4 separate regions of the Mus musculus genome follow, and all the other regions are linked to region 2. A link is a contact called in public Hi-C, HiChIP or PLAC-seq and capture Hi-C data. All regions are on one chromosome and are shown on one strand. Each heading gives the region's core, a stretch centred on a gene start, on an enhancer-like site or on the middle of the called end of the contact. The rest is flanking DNA. Distances are from core to core; before and after follow the strand shown.

Region 1 (2,700 bases), core at 151-2,650, 1.1 Mb before region 2:
GACTGATGTGAATTGAACGGTGTATCAATGCATTATCTGAAAAACCATAAAGTGTATTTAAGCAAAGAAGTTTGGATCCTGGGGCAAATTCAAAATGTACACACTCGAAAGAAGTTTTTTAATGAAAACCTCGGTGGACAACGAAGGAGGTCTTCACTGTGGAACACAGGTGAGGGCAGCTGATGTTGCTTCTTACTGGGGTGGGAAAAGGGCGAGTCTTGAACATCGAAGAGCCCACTTTGTGTTAATGGAATGGATTTTAGGACTTATATCCTGCAGGGCTGCGTCTTGGAGCCATGGAAAGGGAGTTCGCATCAAACACAAATCTCTTTATAAAGCAGGCTTTTTAATGGTTGCTGGTTGAATAAAGTTGTAGTGTTGGACCTACTAAGTTCATAGTTGAGGAAGCTTGGAACAAACTGGAGCATCAGTTTGAGCGTGTTGGGAGGCAGTAAATGAAGTCTGGAACCTATGTACCCTGCTGAGGAAGGACAAGCAACCGCCTGTTTAGTCTGCGTGAGACTTTCTGCCATAGGGGTGTTTTATTCCTGCAAACAAGACCAACCAGGTTTCTGTCCACTCTCACACTGAGAAAGCTGCCAATGTTGCAATTTAGAGGAATCAGATCATCGCTAGCAACGCCCTCCATGGGGCCTGTTCTCGCTCCGCGGTAGCCTTTCTGCCAGATCTCCCTAGGCTCCAGGCTGAAGGGATTCCCACCCCCAGCAGCCTCCCGCGAGCCCCGCGGAGCCGTGGACTCCTCCCCTGGAAACTCCTCCGGGGCTGAGGAAGGCTTTGGCGCATGCTCCGTACCTAGGGCAGGTTTTTTTGCTGCGGGTAGCAGGGCTCCTGTCACACCGGCTGGCGGGTTGTGGCGGTGCCAGCCCGCGTGAGCGAGTGTGTGCGCGTTGCCTGCGCCTGGGCGGGCGGACCCGGAGCAGTAGTGCGATTTGCCCGGGAGGCGGCTCCGCAGAGGCGTCTTGCTCGCCGCCGCCGAGGGGCGGCTTTGCAAACTTGCGGCGGGCTCTCGGCGCCCAGGGACCCGTGGGCAAAGGTGCCGGGCGCGGTGCACGCGGAGGGCTGGGGCTGCGGGACCGGGCCGAGCCTTCGCCCTTGGCCCGCGCCCTGGTGAGCCTCATGCAGCTCCTGTGCTCGCCACCGCAGCTGCCCCGGGAAGGTCCGGGACACGAACCCCGCACCGCAGCGCCTGAGCGTCTACCGACCGGCGGCGGGATGCTCCGTGTCGCCTGAGAGCGCCGCGTCCAGGTACAAGAGGAGCCGGCTGGAGCCCGGCGCCCCAGGGATCGAGAGGAGCCCCACGCCACAGCCGCCGGCGCCGGCGCCCGTCTTCTCGGCTCCGCTCGTAGGCCCCGGCTCTGCCAACCCCGGAGTGCGGCGGGGCAGCCAGACAGCCGTTCTCTTCGGCGGCAGGGGCATGGAGGAGCGGCGGGCTCCGAGCCGCGCCCCGGAGTCCCCGAAACTTCCGAGCAGGCGCCCGATCGCGCCGCTGGCGCCGCAGCCACCTCACCTGCCGGCCTGAGAACGGGACCATGGATGAAAGGTTCAACAAGTGGCTGCTGACGCCGGTGCTCACTCTCCTCTTCGTGGTCATCATGTACCAGTACGTGTCCCCTTCCTGCACCAGCTCATGCACCAACTTCGGGGAGCAGCTCCGCTCCGGGGAGGCCCGCCCGCCCGCTGTCCCGAGTCCTGCCCGACGGGCACAAGCACCCCTTGATGAGTGGGAGCGGCGGCCCCAGCTGCCACCGCCACCCCGGGGACCGCCCGAGGGGTCTCGTGGGGTCGCGGCTCCCGAGGATGAGGATGAGGATCCCGGGGACCCGGAGGAGGAGGAGGAGGAAGAAGAGGAGGAGCCGGACCCCGAGGCGCCCGAAAACGGCTCCCTGCCCCGGTTCGTGCCTCGATTCAACTTCACCCTCAAGGACCTGACCCGCTTCGTGGACTTCAACATCAAAGGGCGGGATGTGATCGTGTTCCTGCACATCCAGAAGACCGGGGGCACCACGTTCGGCCGGCACCTGGTGAAGAACATTCGTCTGGAGCAGCCATGCAGCTGCAAAGCTGGCCAGAAAAAGTGCACCTGCCACCGGCCGGGCAAGAAGGAGACCTGGCTCTTCTCCCGCTTCTCCACCGGCTGGAGCTGCGGGCTGCATGCCGACTGGACCGAGCTCACCAACTGCGTGCCGGCCATCATGGAGAAGAAGGATTGTCCCCGCAACCACAGCCACACCAGGTACTGTCCCGCGTCTGTTGGTTTCCTGAACCCCACTCCCTTCCCCCAAGTCCTGACCCCGCCAGTCCCGCGTCGCGCTCCCTTAGCTGTTTGGCAGTGGCTTTCCAAAGGGTGGGCAGCGAATTTGGGTGAAGGGTGAGAAACCGCTGGATACCCACCGGGGGGGGGGGGTGTCTTGAGTTGGTTTCTTTCCCATGCTTCACTGTTTCTTGCCACCCCCTGTCACCTTCAGCCATGTCCACGGCCATCCTGATGTGCATTCTGCACAGTGCCTAGCATTGTGTGATGAGGTATTTGGAGCAGACACTAAAGAACAGCTATGGAATAACCAGGGTGTCGAGGGAGAGAGGTCGAGTCTTGAACTTAAATTATGTGGTGGAAATCCAAAGAATAGGGGATCCGGGAGTGCAGACATAGTTTTTCAGGAATGGTGAGGCTGGAGCATA
Region 2 (2,700 bases), core at 172-2,671:
GCTAATTTAACTTTCCAGGAAAAACAAAACAAAACAACAGACTTAACCAAAGCCTATCAAAGATAATATTGACTAGAAATGAAAATCAATATTAGAGATTAAAGTGAAGAGGAGTAAAATAAGATATTCTATTGAAGAAAATTAGTCCACAAGTCACAAGAAATGATGTGTTTTAAGAACACAATTCCAAAATCTAAAAATACCAAAACCATTACATTCTGCCCTGTTACTCCATTCCAGATGCATTCGTTAAACAGTTGCAGAGAGAGAGAGAGAGAGAGAGAGAGAGAGAGAGAGAGAGAGAGAGAGAGAGAGAGAGAGAGGCTCAATCTTTCAGATGAATAGGATCTTTGTTCTTGCCTGTAGTTAGTCACGGGACCTTCATACTTAATTTTTAAGATGCAAAATGTTGTGTTTTGTGGAAGGAAAATGTGTGCTTATTGTGTTTTCTAAATGCCATATGTTTTTGTTTTTGTTTTCAAAGCATGCAGAAATGCTGTTGACTGAGAAGAAGAAAAAAATAACCCTTTCCGTTCTTTTTTTTCTTGCTTTATCTTAGGGAACCTCTGGCATCTGTGGGTCAACCTTTGTAGATTGAAAATGGAGGATGTCCCTTAGGTCAGTGCCATGTGTATTCAGCAGTAAACGCCCTCCAGCAGTCATTGCGGCACTAAAGACAGGATGGGCAACGTATGAGCATTTATCAAATGGCATCTAAGAAGGTTAAGACACAGTTAATCCCCCAGTGGGTGCCAGCCAAGAGCCTCAAAGCTTAATGTAGAGATATCAGTTCTGTCCTTCGGCATCCCCTAATTGAAGTCTCTAGTGCTCTGGAAACTTAGATGGAAAATATATGGGTTCCAGTAAGTAGCCACTGAAATGACAGCTCTCTAGAAAAGCTGTGTGCTGGGGCTTCAAGCATGGTCTGGTCTTCAGTGTGCAATCCAACTTGGCTATAGCCTCCCTCCGTCATGGAAATTGCCTGCAAATGTTTCGTAAGGTATCACTTTGCATGAAAAACACTGAATTGTCTCACAAACGAATGTGTACATCTATGTCAGTATGCTTCCTCAAACGCCCTAAGACTTTAGTTTGGGATCCAATTGGATTTCTTGGCCATCTTAGGAGTTTCGTGATTCCCGGAGTGTTTATGATGCAACTCCCAGCTACGGGCTGGGTGTCTCGAAGCGTATTTGTCTGAGCTACCCCTCTCTGTGCTCTGCCAATTATGTGCCACTTTGTCTCGGAGCTATGACTGCTTTCCTCGGAGAGGGAGATCCCTTTTCCATCAGTATGGACGCACTGTTTTCAGAGCCTGCCAGCGCTGTGTTGCTGTGTCAGTCATCCTATGAGGACCAGTTTCAGACGAGGAGGGCTGACGAGCTGGCCGGGGATTGGTGGGCTGAGCCTGGGCGGGGCCTGTGGGAAGGAAGGGCTGCAGCTCACAGCAACAGAGTTTAGACTGTCTTTGCTTCATCATCTGAAGGTAAAATTTTCCAGCCACGGCCGGCGGCTCGCAGAGTACAATAAACAGGGACGGAGAACTATTTGCATGGACCCCCCTTCCTCATGATGCGGTGGAGAAGCCACGGCCACTCGGTCCTGCCAGATGTTCTTGGGGTTACTGTACATGGGGAAGACGAGCAGAGCTAAACAAGGTAGGAGAAACAACCCCCCCTCCCCAATTTTTTTTTAATGTTTAAAGAGTTTGCTGCAGTATGCTGCATTCCATGTGTGTGCTTAGGGAAGCCAGGGAGACCGATTCCACTAATTCGAACGGAATACTCGCAGGAAACCCTGGAGTTTTACGTAACGTTTGGATTTGAGAACAAGAAACGGCAAAGCTGGAATCTACGCCGCCCGTTTAGGGTGAGGCATTAAAAAAAAAAAAAAAAAACCGAGGTTTTTATTTATTTATTTAAAGGACAGATTTGTTTATTATTATTATCTTTAATTATCTGAAAGATCCAGGCCAGGATTATCTTAAGATAATGGAGGTTTTTTACTGCCAGAGTGGGCTACAGAATAAAGTTTACGTGTTTCCTGTTCTTTGAAAACATACTTGAAATTAAGAATTTAAAAAAAAAATCTGCTTAAATAATCATCGGCTGAACGTTTGGGACGAAAATATGTCTGTTTCTTGGAAATTGGGGGCCACCCTGGTGCTACAGGGCAATGGCTTTAATTGAGTTTCAAAAGCACATTTTAAGCAGCACCAGGGCAGAAGAGGAAGCTTCCTGGCTAGTCTTAGACACTGTGGTTCAATGTTTACATTGCTTTTCCTGGCAGCCTCTGTCTTTGTTTCCAGCTTAAAAGTGGAACCATTATATTCAAAAGTAAGGCTGGGTTAATAATGCTTACTGCAATTATCTGATCTGTATGCATTTTTAATGAGAACACACAGCCAGCAGAATAATTTAATGAGAGCAGGCTAGCTTTTAAAGCTGGGCTCTCACTATGCCCAGCCAGATCAACTTTCTTGCCGAGAAGCAGCGGCTGGAAAGGGTGAAGCAGATTTATTTTTAACACACTTGGCCCAGGAGAAGGGAAGGCTTTCTCTGTGTTAAAGAATTCTTTCTGCCCTTTTCCGTTTTAAATTTCTGCCAGGCTGAGGAAACCGTGTTTTTTTTGTTAGGCCTTGGAAGCATGTGTTTACAATAAATGTGTAACATTTTTAGAATAGTTAGCAAGCACTGAAGC
Region 3 (2,797 bases), core at 3-2,502, 1.2 Mb after region 2:
TATTATTAGAATCTCAAGCGTGTTGAATAAACATCCTGTAATATATCCAAGGGACAAGCTTATCTAGGGAAAAGGGTTCCCATATACAATGATTTATCTTCACTGCTAACATATCTCTGGGTGTGTCCAGGAGGGTGTTTCCAGAAATGTTTAACTGAGGGGGGGAAAGAACCAAGCCGAGTATTCAGGGTGCCATCCCTTGGGCATGAGTCCCACACTGATCAAACGTGAAAGAGCTGCCTCTCACTGCTTCCTGAATGTGGATACAGTGTGAGCAGCTACCTCAGGTGTTGCTGTTGTGCCTTCCCTGTCATGGTGGACAAACGAACCTTTCCTCCCATACCACATGTCTTCTTTGTCATGTATTCTGTTGTAATGGTGAGTAACTAAAATACCATATAAAATATTAAATACTGAGCCTGGCATGGGATTTTAATAGCATCATCAAAAGTAGAAAGACAAGGAAGAACACTCCCTAAATACCCAAGAGAGAACCTCCTTCAACGGGATTTCTGTACCCAGCCAAGTGCCAATCAAATGGAAGAGGAATCTAACATGTTTTTAGACTTGAAAGATCCAAGGGGGAAAAAAGGCAAAAACAGGATTTAAACTTAAAAAAAAAAAAAAAAAAAAAAAAAAAAATCAAGGAAACTCCAAGATCATTTCTACAGGACTCCTCCAGAACTCTTTATAAAAGGCTCCCAGATTGGCATCTTGTAGAAGATTCTGGAAAAACCAACATATTGAAAACAGAACTCTCTTGGTAGAACATGTATAATATTTATAATCATAGTGGACCCTCGCTGTTCTCTAACCTCTTGTTAAGCTTGCTTCTGTTAGCACTTATCAGCAACCACCACTGTTTCAGATTTGCTAATCTGTCGGGCAACCTCAACGCATGGAAAACAGCAATGTGCCATGGGCTGAATGAAAAACGAGTGCGTCAGACATTAGTGAAATGATGCAGAACCCACCACGCGGGAGACGCCTTCTAGTCGACAGTCTCCTTCCTCAGTATCCCCCAATTCAGTAAAGCCCATTACTATCGGGCGCCTCTGGGTGCCGTCCTGAGGAACAGCAAACCTACTGGAATCCCCGACCTAACAGACCACCTCCGCCCTTCTCAAGATGGAAACATTTAGGATGATCAATTCCGGTATCTAACAAGGCTTCTTATGTTTAAGCATGAACAATTCCGGAGGAGACAGGGCCAATGTTTACCTAAAACTTTTGTTATTTTGTAACCCACAAGTGTACTCTTCTGCCACCTTGTGGCAAAGATGGGGCACTCCCAGATAAACACTTGAGGGTTGCTTCACTGGGCCATGGTTGGTCAAACCCCAAGGGGTTGGGCGGGGTGCTCATCAAATGCCTTTAAAGCTATCAAAGCAGGCAAGGGTGGTGCATCCGCTTGGCACTAAACTACAGTTAGTATAAAGTAAATGTTTGCTAAGTATTTGTTGGCAAAGAAGTAAAACAGTATTTGTTGGCAAAGAAGTAAAACAATAACCTGCTTGTATAGAGTACCTACTATGTGCAAGACCAATGCACTTTCTATGTCTGGTTTCATTTCATTAAAGCAACCAGCTCCCTTCCGTCCTGGGAACCCCTCGGTCCTGGATACACGAGCATGAAACATATCACCAAGGGCAATACGTCCAGGTAACCCATATTTCTGGACAGAAAACTGAGCCTCAGAACTGTATGCAGTCACTTGCTCTCTGTATTATGCACTTTCCTCATGGCCTGGCCTGAGAAGACACGACTTTAGAAAGTAAGGGCTCACAGTTCAGGTGTGCAGTTGGCCGTGGTGGAGAAGAGACAACTCATAAGAGGCAAGAGGACCTCAAGTTGAAACCATGGCTTCTACAGCATAAACTGACCACTCTTCTATGCTGCTCCTGGAAGAAGAATGCAGAGTCTCATAGACATGACTCCTTCTAGCTGAAGGTTTAGTAAGTTCTTCTGTTCCCAGGACCTAAAGGTACAAAGGGAACTGGAGGTGTCCTCTAGTGCTTTCTGAAGTAACTTGTTAAGCAAATACCTGAATAATTAAGGTGGAGAGAGAAGAAAAGGAGAGAGGAGGAGGGGTGAGAGGGAGGAGAAGAAAGGGAAGAGGAGAGGAGATAGAACACCTTCCTGTAGGAGCAAACATTGCTCCCACACATTGCTTAACTGCCATGTGCCTTGGTCTCCTCAGGGGCAGTCAGGAGATGCTGGCCCACTTCCTTTGAGTGCTAGATGAAACAAAGCACTCAGAGCCTTAGTATGGGCCACTCTGAAAGTCCTAATGCCACCTTCCTGGACTGAGCAGCTCTTCTGTAGGTCATGAGGGGATCTTGAGTCAATGCTTGATCTCTTTCTGCTGCTTCTTTAGCCGGAGGGACCCCACCTCGGCACTGGCCAGAGTGTGGGACTTTTCAAGGAGAAGCCTATGTCTTTGCCATGACCCATAAACCCGTGACTGAACACACAGTCGCTTCTGCCCCCACCCCAACCCCTGCCCTTGCTCTCGACTGTGTGCGATGGTCTCCTGCAACTTCTCAAAGGCCCTAAACATGTCCTCTTGGCATTCCAACAGATGTCCCCTGTGTCCTGCTGCTCTGCCTCCAGCTATGATGGTGATTGCTTCCGTTGTTAAAAGGCCTTTCCTTGGGGAGAAGCAACCACCCACCACCTTCTTCCACTTCCCAATGACAAACCAAGAAGTGGTGGCACCGAGGTTCATGCTGAGGAACCAAAGAGTTTGTTGGGGTTTCTTACAGAGCAATGGATACAGGTGACTTTAAAAGAGCCA
Region 4 (2,711 bases), core at 207-2,706, 1.1 Mb after region 2:
AAAAAAGAAGAAGAAAAGAGGGATAGGAACTATTTTCAGAAGTGGCAGAAGCAGTAAGAGGCAAGCAAGGTCCATGCGGCTCAACCCTGAAGCCAGAGAGAAGGCGCCTGCTGCATCTATAAACTGATAACCTTGGATATTCTGAGGTGTTTTGTTTTTTTTTTGTTGTTGTTGATTTTTGTTTGTTTTTTTTTAAGCAAAACTCTTCCGTTCACTTCCTTGGGAAAGCAAAACTTTGACTGGTCTTGCTATCTTAATCGCAATCATTATGTCTGTATTTATTATATACGCTCACAAACTTTACAAGTTTGAACAGACAAGTGATTGTTTTTCAAAGTGCAGAAAACCATCCTCAATAGCAAAAAAAAAGTTCGTGCATCCATATAAACTTGAAATTCAACTCCGTCCCCTCACCGCCCCCTTCCCCTCCGAAGAAAAAGTCACTGGCAGGCTAAGAAGATACAAAGTGTGCACCAAGAAGCCCGCTAGCACACAGTTCCTCTGGATGCCAACCGGTCTCAAAGTGAAAGTCCAGCAGCGGAGTCCTGGCACCCGAGGGATGAACCTGGGCTCTGCACACCAGGGCGCTCGCGGAGGTGTGGGTTCCGCCTCCCGAGTTTGCAACCTCGCACTTTCCGCACCAGAACTACAGGCTCCGATGCGAGGTTACATCTTCCTGCACCCCGCCCTGCGGCCCGCCCGGACTGTGACCAGCCGGGGCGCGCTCCCGCCCTGCGCTCGGGTCTCCCGCTTGAGGGGTCTGGGGAGGGACTTTTGCTAACTGAGGACGGACCCCAGAGTGCCGCTATCCCTGTCCCAGGCCCACATAGGGCCCAGGCACCAAAGCGGGGCCTCCAAGGACACTAGTTCAGACTCCTGCCCGGGATGGGCGCTCGGCCTGCGCGTCGGACTTGGGGAGCGCAAAGCTCCTGCACCCCACCTCGGCCCCAGGCCGCAGACCCCAAAGCCCCTCCACGTGCATACACCCGAGATCCCCGCCGCCCGAGTCGGCGAAGATCCCGGAGAAGCGGGCCCGGCTGGTTGGGGGGAGGGGGGGCGTGTTGACACCGCCAAGTTGCCCGCTTCCGCCCTGGCCGCAGCCCGACCGGGCCACCCCAACCTACCTGCATGCCCGGCAGGCCCGACTGCACCGGGGAGTGGGCCATGGCGCTCGGCGCCGCCACTTCCTGGCCCGGGACGCGCGGAGCCGCGCGGCGAGCAGGCCCGGGGCCGCGCGCAGCCCTCGGGTGGCGGGGCGGGCTCTGGAGCCCGAGGCCACCGCACCCCGGGGACGGTCTCAACGAAGGTTGGCGGGCCGCGGCCCCATACACTGAGCCTGGGGCGGGCAGTGGGGGGCGCGGGGGACGTCTCGAGACTGCGGCTGCTTCTCCAGGGATCCCGTCGCTGCGCCGCCGCGGTGCTCAGGTCGAGCCGGGCGGCCTGGGCCCGCGAGCGCTGGCCGCCTGGAGCCGAGTGGGCGCGCACAGTCCGCCGCGCCCCGCCCCGGCCCGGCCCCCGCGCCCGCCCCCGCGGCCCGGCCGGGGACCCCGCCCCGCGCTTCCGGGAGGGGGAGGGGGAGGGGAGGAGCCGCCGGGCGCCCTAGGCCGCAGTCGCGCCTCCCTGCGGGCGCGCAGGCGGGGTCCCCGGGGCCCGGCGGGCAGGCGGGCGCTCTCGGGTGCTGTGCGCCGGGGTCCTTCGGAACCGCGGGGTGGGCCTCGCGCGCGGAAGAGAGCTGAGTTTGGGGGAGCGAAGAGCACCGCCCACTCCTACCCTTCCCTCTCCACCCGCCCTGGCCCTCCAGAGGCCAGAGTCTGCACTCGGGGTGTCCCCAGAGGGGCCTAGCCTGGGGCCTATTCCAAAAGCCCCGGCCGGAGCGTCCTCACTGTACGAAGTTTCCAGCCAGATCAAGGAAGAAACCCCAAGGGTAGAGAGGGCGGTTTGTGTGCACTGCCTTGGGTACTGAACTCAGCCTCGCCTGGGCCGCCGGCTGTGGAAACTTAGCTGGACAGAGGAAGGGCTGGGCCCCGCCATCTCTGCGCTGCGCACAAGAAGGGAAAAGTGGGGTGCGGAGGGGTGCTGGAGGAAGGGAAGACAATAGAAGGAAACCGCGTCCCGACTCTTACCCAGCCCTCCCCTCGCTTCACTGCTCCTAAGGCCGTAGGCCCTCTCTGGGCACCAGCTCTGCCCTCCTCCTAAGCTGCCGCTTCTGCAGCAAACAAGGAAGGATGGAGTGAATCCATGCGGTTCCAGGAAGTACTTTATTTACAAGTGGCAAATAGGAAGTGGTCTAAGAGTCAGAATCGCTGTGTCTCTCGCCATAGGGACCCTGAGGCCTCATTCAGGAGTGCCCGCTTTGCCCCACAGCTGTGCAAGGTTAACCATACAAAATGAGTCCCCAAGAGTTCAGAAATAGAGGACGCATAAATCCTCGACTAAGGTAGAGAAGAGATTATTCTCTGAGGTGTCCTTGTATTCCAAGAACACAGGCTCCCTCTGGGTCCTGCATCAGAAGTTAAAGTAAGCCGAATACCCTTTGGAAACCTAGCCTAGGAGACCTCCAGGATGCTAAGATGTATTAGAAGGCTTGCATGATTACTCCTGGTCACCTGACTGAGATGCGTTGCCACTTCTAAAGAGTAAACTGAAAACATTAAAAGTATGAACCCATATAACCAAGAGTTTATGTGTTCCCTAAGCAGAAGAAACCTAAA

The links. Hi-C and Micro-C count contacts between places; a contact is called where the count stands out from the background. HiChIP or PLAC-seq counts read pairs in DNA pulled down with a chosen protein or histone mark. Capture Hi-C pulls out chosen DNA fragments and counts their contacts.
Region 1: a capture Hi-C map of embryonic stem cells shows a contact between it and region 2, with 2.9 times the contacts expected there. The contact joins the promoter of Hs6st3 here to the promoter of Mbnl2 in region 2. A contact is called at or near these places in 7 of 39 promoter capture datasets (cranial neural crest, embryonic stem cells, frontonasal cranial neural crest and 3 more), 3 of 115 datasets of contacts at active chromatin or transcription factors (embryonic forebrain, embryonic stem cells and stem cell-derived neural progenitor cells) and 1 of 9 other capture datasets (embryonic stem cells).
Region 3: a Hi-C map of B cells shows a contact between it and region 2, with 8 read pairs. The contact joins the enhancer-like site here to the promoter of Mbnl2 in region 2. A contact is called at or near these places in 3 of 39 promoter capture datasets (liver and pre-B cells), 3 of 484 Hi-C or Micro-C datasets (B cells, CD4 T cells and the G1E-ER4 cell line) and 3 of 115 datasets of contacts at active chromatin or transcription factors (fetal liver, large pre-B cells and pancreatic cancer cells).
Region 4: an HNF4G HiChIP or PLAC-seq map of pancreatic cancer cells shows a contact between it and region 2. The contact joins the promoter of Stk24 here to the promoter of Mbnl2 in region 2. A contact is called at or near these places in 4 of 39 promoter capture datasets (the C10 cell line, hematopoietic stem and progenitor cells, liver and 1 more), 3 of 484 Hi-C or Micro-C datasets (B cells, the G1E-ER4 cell line and myeloid progenitors) and 1 of 115 datasets of contacts at active chromatin or transcription factors (pancreatic cancer cells).

What each region holds. Positions count from the first base shown.
Region 1 is chr14:119,136,865-119,139,564 of GRCm38.p6, forward strand. It overlaps Hs6st3 (heparan sulfate 6-O-sulfotransferase 3), which reads left to right and starts at 1,401. Exons shown (of 2, transcript NM_015820.3): 1 at 1,401-2,254. The coding sequence starts at 1,551.
Region 2 is chr14:120,274,248-120,276,947 of GRCm38.p6, forward strand. Mbnl2 (muscleblind like splicing factor 2) reads left to right here and starts at 1,422. Exons shown (of 8, transcript NM_207515.2): 1 at 1,422-1,658. The region is part of intron 2 of Gm52122 (a long non-coding RNA gene); the gene reads right to left.
Region 3 is chr14:121,450,024-121,452,820 of GRCm38.p6, forward strand. The region is part of intron 2 of Gm33299 (a long non-coding RNA gene); the gene reads right to left. Among named protein-coding and RNA genes, the nearest start is that of Gm33299, 5.5 kb to the right of the region's middle. Within about 2 kb of position 1,253, at least 63 of the 459 cell types and tissues checked have an H3K27ac peak or open chromatin away from gene starts, as enhancers often do. A contact at or near this core is called in B cells, where this site is marked.
Region 4 is chr14:121,377,774-121,380,484 of GRCm38.p6, forward strand. It overlaps Stk24 (serine/threonine kinase 24), which reads right to left and starts at 1,457. Exons shown (of 11, transcript NM_145465.2): 1 at 1,125-1,457. The coding sequence starts at 1,166.